2 separate regions of the Triticum aestivum genome follow, and region 2 is linked to region 1. A link is a contact called in public Hi-C data. All regions are on one chromosome and are shown on one strand. Each heading gives the region's core, a stretch centred on a gene start, on an enhancer-like site or on the middle of the called end of the contact. The rest is flanking DNA. Distances are from core to core; before and after follow the strand shown. Region 1 holds the start of LOC123180516 (double-stranded RNA-binding protein 2). Region 2 holds the start of LOC123180518 (ATP-dependent DNA helicase Q-like SIM).

Region 1 (3,786 bases), core at 848-3,347:
CAACTGGCAAGTCAACATCAGATATCATAAAAGAACTGAACCTTCCCAACCAATACATCATAAATTATACTGTTTCGCTTTGACTTATTGCAGTGGGAATTATCAAGAACAGTGCATATTAAATATACACTGTCATGGAAGTATCTTAGGTAGATCCACAGCACAGATGAAATTTATTGTTCTTTGACTGAAGGAGAGGCTGGCTTGCTATACGGCTATATTCCAAGTGAATTAAAAAAATGTCCATCGTCATAATAACTAAAACGAATGGTACTACGATATTGCTGATGGAAAGGGCAAAAGCTGTGACAGCAGATTAAGCAAATACTCAAAGTTGTACTGAAGTTGAGACACTTATTTTGGGACGGAGGAAGAATGGGTTTGTGCAATGAAGAAAAGAATAGCACGAGCATGTTCGCAGAAGCTTAAGATAAAGGATGATGGATAATAATGCCAGTCACTTGCATATTAAGTATTCAAAACATAGCTACAGTTTTATTTGTCTTTGTCCACACAAAAATAAGCTGCAAAAATTTGGGTAATCAACAACAGGTGATGTTTGTTATTTCAGCTAAAGTGAAGGAAACGAGATTCCAATGTTAATGTGGCCAGTATAAGCAATATCTAGGGGCATCAACAAAACTGACCAGGACTTTTGCAGCAAGCGATGATGAAGGCCCCCTCTTCGACAACTCATTGAGCGCTACCTCAGCTGCCGCATGCTCTGCCTGCCGCAAGGTGGGATAGAACCCCGGGCTCTCAAATGATTCCCCATTAAAAGTAACCGTGGCCTTAAACCGGGGCGCATGATCTGGCCCCTCGCGGATGCACGCGTAGGACGGCAAGTTGAAGCAGCTCCTCTGCGCAAGCTCCTGGAGCTGGTTCTTGAACATGCCTGCATCCACCTCAAGAATCAAAGCTGGACCCACTAAACTACATCACCACTGGAGCCAGGCTCATAAGGGGTGACAAAGATCATCATAGCAACCCCCTAAACAATATGAAAATTTGGAGAAAACATTGAACAGCGGCGTGAAGAAATGCATACCTTCGAAGCGGAAGTATCAATCAAGCAGTGTATGAAGCTATGTTCAGAGTTGAGAAGAGCTGCTTCTGGCCTTAACCCTTGCTTTGATGCCCTCTTGTTGCAGTAGATAAGAAGAGGTCTCAGATAATTAATAGCCAGTGCTGTACTCCCAGTCCTGTAGAGGAACAAATAAGTCCCGGATCAAATGGAAGCAATAAACATAATGCTGGCGTTAGCAGAGGCAACCATACTAACAATGAGTAAGACTACTGGAAGCAATAAACTGCAGTCCTCAGAGGATTCATTGGTACTTTTATGAGGATTCACTGGTAGTACTAGAGCAGAGCAGGGGAGGCAATGAAGCACGCAAGGACAACAAGAGCAGCTGATTCCCATTAAAAAAAACACAAGAGCAGCTGATTCAGCTCGCTGCCTCGTCTAATTAATGCACTGCCACAGTAAATCTAAGAAAGATATCGCACCCAATGAGTAACAAATCCAGAAACCTCTGATTAACTGACACAGAGGAAGAGAAAAGAGAACGCATGGAATGATATGGACCAAACATTTGGGACTGGCTAAGAACCTAATCGTATCCAATTAGAGAGACGCCGGAGCCAAGAAAGAAACCCCGCCCCGCCGCGCCGGCGAGATCGACCAAACCACATCGGCGGGAACCCGACCCCAGATCGAACCAAGCCCCACGAAACCAAGAGATGAGCAGACCAACCTGCGACGAGAAACCGCCGACTCTCCCTCCACCTTGAATCCTCGACCCCTCTCAACCGCGGAGGAAGCGAAAGGGAAAAAGGCAGCGAAGACACGAACCACCGACAGCCGCGACAAAAATCTCTCCTTTCTGTTAGCGGTTGCCTCCGCGTGGTCGCTTGGTTTGGCCGCGACTGCGAGGGTGGGCTCAGCTACGCCATTAGGCTAGGGCGGCGGCGCTGCAGCAGCGGGCGGCGGCCATCAGCAGCGAGATTGGGAAGGGAGGCGTGTTGCTTTCCGGCGCTTTTCGTCTGCATCCTACTCCTCCTACTCCTTTTTTTTTTCCGAGCCCGTGTGTCATGTGCACGCAACGGCGATCATTATTGCCGGCCACGAGGAAAACAGCGGTTAACGTCGCTTCGTTAAGGCATAGTGGAGTGGCTGATTAAGGCATGTTTGGTTGGCCATTAATATTGCTCCACTTTCATTGAAATATTTACAAAGAAAATAAAAGATCTCGAGTATTATACGAAATTTCAAAGAATTGCGCGGAGGGATCGGACCATTGATCAACTCAAAAAAACTCAGATTCGATTACATAAGTCGAACTGAAAGTTCACCTCGTACTATCCTTGTTCCTACCTTCAAATTCAAGAAGTGTACCAATGATACTCTCACACATGTTCTTCTCAATGTGCATAACATTCAGGTTGTGAGGTAACATAAGATTCTTCCAATATGGCAAATCATATAAGCTCGCCTTCAGGTGCCATGTTGGATGATCCACGCGCTTTCTCTTTCTACATGGATTTCCTGGGTACTTACCTAATTTGAACTTCTCCTTAGCACATTGTAAGTACGAATCAAATTCTTTGCTTGTGAACTTCCTTGGTGGTGTCCTATCCTCTGTCTTATTATTAAACGATGCTTTCTTTCTTCGTAAAGCATGTTTGAGAGAAAGGAATCGATGATGGCCAATATATCTAAATTTATTTTTCAGTTTCTCATAGCAAGGATCCTCATCGCAATACACACATGCATAATAACCCTTTTGTGCTCCGACCTGAGTGGTGCTATATGCAGGGAAATCATGAATGGACTAAATAAGCATCGCAAGTAAATTGAAATCTTGTTTCGTGGGTATATCTTCTATTTTCACACCAACCCAAAGCTCTGCATATCCTTTACCATTGGTTGCATTTATACATGAATATCCTTTCCTGGTAACTTTTTTCTCGGATCAACAATGTCATCATGAAATTAGATCGGTCCATGCACATCCAGGGTGGGAAGTTGTATGGAATGACAAAAACATGCCACATATTGTATGCACTACTCATGTGGCCAAAGGGATTGAATCCATCTGTTGGAAAGCCTAACTTCAAGTTACGGGGACCCGCAACAAAGTCTTCATGTTCCGCGTCGAAGGCCTCCCATGCCTCGCCATTAGCAAGGTGCCTCATGACATTTTTCTTCTTCAACCCTCATATCCTTGTGCCACCCGATGTGCTCTCATATTTTCCCCGAAGAAAAAAAACTTTGTAACCAGGGGATTATCGAAAAGTACCAAAAGATCTGGTGAGGAACCTTTTTCTTTCCATCACCATGTCTGCACCTTGATGTACCACACTCGGGACAATGAATGATGTTGGCATGGTCTCTCCAATACAAAACGCAGTCATACTTAAATACATGAATTGTCTCATAACGAAGACCAAGATCAGAAAGAGCTCTCTTAGCATCAACGCAAGATTTCAGAAAGGCCACATCAGGAAAAGCGTAATTCAACAGTTGAAAGACATATTGAATGTCCTATTGTTCATATGGGTTGATACGTCTCCGTCGTATCTACTTTTCCTAACGTTTTTGCTCTTGTTTTGGAGACTAATTTGCATGCTTTGAATGAAACTAACCCGGACTGACGCTATTTTCAGCAGATCTACCATGGTGTTGCTTTTGTGCAGAAATAAAAGTTCTCAGAATGGAACGAAACTTTTTAGAGATTTATTTCAGAATAAAAGAAAAATACTGGAACCAAGAACCACTCGAGG
Region 2 (3,789 bases), core at 323-2,822, 750 kb after region 1:
ACCTCGTCAATGGCAAAAAGTGCAATCCCTGGTTTTTCGGCAAGTTTCTTCAATGGTTCCATCAGTCTGCATGTAAAGAACTTCCGGAGTAAGCATGGCAACGGATGTATCAATTTTAGCAATCAAAAGCAGAATGATTACCTTAAAACTGTCTCGGGGCAAACATAAATAATCTTATACATGCCAGCCATGGCTTTGCCCTCAACACGATTATCTGGTTGCCCTGATCCAAGGAAGCATGCTGATATCCCATGTTTTGCAAGTTTTAGGCACTGGTCGTGCATCAAACTAATCAAGGGTGAGATCACCACCACAACCTTCGTAGTCAAAAGAGCTGGAATCTGAAAGCAAAGTGACTTCCCTGCCAACATGGTCATTTTCACATCATTCATTTTATTACAGGTGCCTCAAACCTTGCATAACAATATAGAGAATATACAATAATAAACTACCTGATCCAGTTGCTGCTAGAACAAGACAATCCTTGTGAGCAAACCAAGCATCCAAGGCTTCCTTTTGGAAACCCTTCACACAGGAGAATCCGAAATGCTTTTGCAAAACAGCACTAATTTTGTCAGCCCAGTCAAACTCGCCTCTTGAATCATCAAGCAAAGTCTGATGTTCAGGCTTTGGTTTTAAACAGATAGCAGCAGTCAATGCAGGGTTCATGTTGGCCGCTAAACAAGAATATGAGGTACTTGGCTCCTCGCCACAAGACTCGGTTTTACTGCCAGTGGTTGACGCGATATGATAAGTAATGCTAGACTGCTTAAATTTCCCCCTGGGATTAGCCAGTCTAGCACTCCTGTCAGAAGAGCGTCTTTGAGACCCCCCGCCTGGCTTTCTTTGTACACTACCAGAACCATTCAGCACAAACTCCACCACGTCAGCACGGCACGGACCGACAACACCAATGGCTTCGCTGATCTTGTCGAACTCGAACCCCATCTCGAGCAACTCGGCAATGACATGATCAGCAGATACATCAGTGCCGACAGAATTGGCATCCATGATCAGAACCAGTGAGCTGCGCTTGCAAGCCAAGCTCGGTGCTCACTGGCTGAAGAACAACAGATCCTTGAGGTCGAGGTTCGGTGCTAAGCTGCACGATGGTGAATCTGAATACCTAGCCCCAAAATCTGCACCGGTTCGCCCAGGTTGACCTGTCAACAAAACAGAACGCGGCGACGATTAATTTCCATGCAATTGCTTGGCGCTGCCCCTAATTCCGGTTTACTTGGGCGAGGAGAGCAGTCGCCGTACGCGGTGTTCTCGGTTCGAACTAAAACCGAATTGGGTGGAGCGGGTGAGGTCGGATCGAACAGGGCGGGACCGGATTTACCGGTGGAATCGGGCTCCTCGGTGCAGGATCCCCAATTCGTTCCGCGCCCTCCGCCTCACGCCGCCGCCGCCCTCTGCTCGCAGCTCCGGAGAGGAAGGGGAATGGGATGGCGAGGGTTTTGGTTTCGAATCGCGGGAGAGAATGCGGCGGAAGCCTGGAGTTTCGTTCGAGGGCCGTGGCTGGCATGTGGGACTGGGACCAACGGGACGGCGCGCGAGCGAGGGAGACGCGATTCCGATTAGAAGCACTTTTTAGGCTCACCCTCAACTCCTCAAGCGACCCAACACCAACCGCAAGACTTTGGGGTATTGTCTGGGCCGGGCTAGGTTTAGGCCAGGCTTGCAAAACATGACCTCAAATGACACGTCTGGGCCTCGCACAGCCGAGGCCCAGAAAAGTGTGAAGTCACTTGTTGTAGCGTGCCCTTATAAATGTCACTCTTATCTTCTTTTGTGGTGACTAGATAATTTGCCCGTTGCCTCAAGAAAAAAAGATAATTTGCCGGTGCGTTACAACGGGAGTATAAACATTAATTCTAGTAGGCTAGCCATGGTTGAACATCTTTTACTCCCTTCGTATCAAAATATAAGACCAGCTTTTCTCAAAAAAAAAAACATGATATAAGGCATTTTTGTAGTTTGTTTAGCCTAAAAAAGTCTTATATTTTGATATAGAGATAGTATTACATTCGTCCGCTAAAATCTTCATAAGTTTTTTGTATTCAATTGCCATGATTTACCATCCTATTATTAAACACTTACTCCCTCCGTTCCATAATATAGTGCACATAGATTTTTTAAAAAGTCAAACTTTTATAAATTTTAACCAAGTTTATTGAGAAAACAATTTATATCTACAAGACCAAAAATATAAAATCTGAAACTACATCTTATGAAAAATCCAATAGTATATATTTGCCATTCTAGATGTAAATATGTTTCTCCACAAACTTGGTCAAAGTTTGTGAGCTTTGACTTTTTAAAAAGTCTATATGCACTACATCATGGAACAGAGGGAGTATTTGATAAGAATTTATTGACTTATCAAAAAATACCCCCTTTGTAAAAAAACATAAGATGTTGTAGAGACTTATGTACAGAGGTTGTATTATTTAGGAAAATTATCAAAGAGGGGGAGGAAAAATGACATCTTATTGTTAAGCACTTATTTGGTAAGAATTTATTAACTTACCAAAGAATATTATTCGGGAGAAAAATCAAAGATGAGAGGAAAAAACCAAACATGAGAAGGGAAGGGCAGACCATATATATATATATATATATATAGAGAGAGAGAGAGAGAGAGGGGTTGGACGAAGGAGAGAGTGAAACGGGAATTTTTAAGTAGTATATATATATATGGAGATAGAGATTAAGTAGTAGAGATAAGTGGCTCGCTAGATGCGTGACACTTGTCACAATCTGAGAGTTTTGTGTTTTCTCATTCATTCATTTCTTTTAAACATTTTATCTATTGAACCATGTGTCCATATCACGAACCGTTTTCGTTTCTTGCGTCGAGATTTTCGAAACTAAATCACATGTTATTAGGTTTAAACAAACTTTTTCCTCCAAAACACCTCAAAAAACAAAAAAAATGAAAAATGAAAAAAAACTAAAACCGGAAAGAAAACGGAACCTAGAAAATAATCAAAAGCACAACTGTGATTTTTTTTTCCTTTTTTTGGAAGCACTACCATACTTTCTTGCGGAATCACAAGCATAGTTGTGCTTTTCCGTGAAGCGAAACTTGTGCTTCACGGTGAGCACAACCCAAGCAAACCGACACATCTTTTGGTCCAGGTAAATTGGTGCTCAAGTGCACATTCGCTTGTTTTTTGTCGTTAGATGTTTTTGGGCCATCCGATATTATCCTCTAAGATGGCATGTGACTGCATTTCACCATCCTGTGCTTGCTCCTACAGGAGTTGTTGGGATTCCCTCAAGTGTAAGGGTGAAATAGTGTTGGGGAACGTAGTAATTTTAAAAAATTCCTACGCACATGCAAGATCATGGTGAGCATAGCAACGAGAGGGGAGAGTGTGTCCACGTACCCTCGTAGACCGAAAGCGGAAGCGTTAGCACAACGTGGTTGATGTAGTCGTACGTCTTTCACGATCCGACCAATCAAGTACCGAACGCACCGCACCTCCGAGTTCTGCACACGTTCAACTCGATGACGTCCCTCGAACTCCGATCCAGCCGAGCTTTGAGGGAGAGTTCCGTCAGCACGACGGCCTGGTGACGATGATGATGTTCTACCGACGCAGGGCTTCGCCTAAGCACCGGTACGATATTATCGAGGTGTACTATGGTGGAGAGGGGCACCGCACACGGCTAAAAGATCCAAGAGATCAATTGTTGTGTCTATGGGGTGCCCCTCTCCTCCGTATATAAAGGGGGGAGGAGAGGGCCGGCCAAGGGGAGGAGGCGCGCCCAAGGGGGGAG

Evidence for each region. Hi-C and Micro-C count contacts between places; a contact is called where the count stands out from the background.
Region 2: a contact with region 1 is called in a Hi-C map of leaf, with 7 times the contacts expected there. The contact joins the promoter of LOC123180518 here to the promoter of LOC123180516 in region 1. A contact is called at or near these places in 2 of 5 Hi-C or Micro-C datasets (both in leaf).

The regions. Positions count from the first base shown.
Region 1 is chr1D:90,092,427-90,096,212 of IWGSC CS RefSeq v2.1, forward strand. LOC123180516 (double-stranded RNA-binding protein 2) reads right to left here and starts at 2,098. Exons shown (of 5, transcript XM_044592581.1): 1 at 1,758-2,098; 2 at 1,049-1,202; 3 at 648-895. The coding sequence starts at 893.
Region 2 is chr1D:90,838,770-90,842,558 of IWGSC CS RefSeq v2.1, forward strand. LOC123180518 (ATP-dependent DNA helicase Q-like SIM) reads right to left here and starts at 1,573. Exons shown (of 16, transcript XM_044592585.1): 1 at 1,264-1,573; 2 at 453-1,163; 3 at 142-361; 4 at 1-66. The coding sequence starts at 1,011.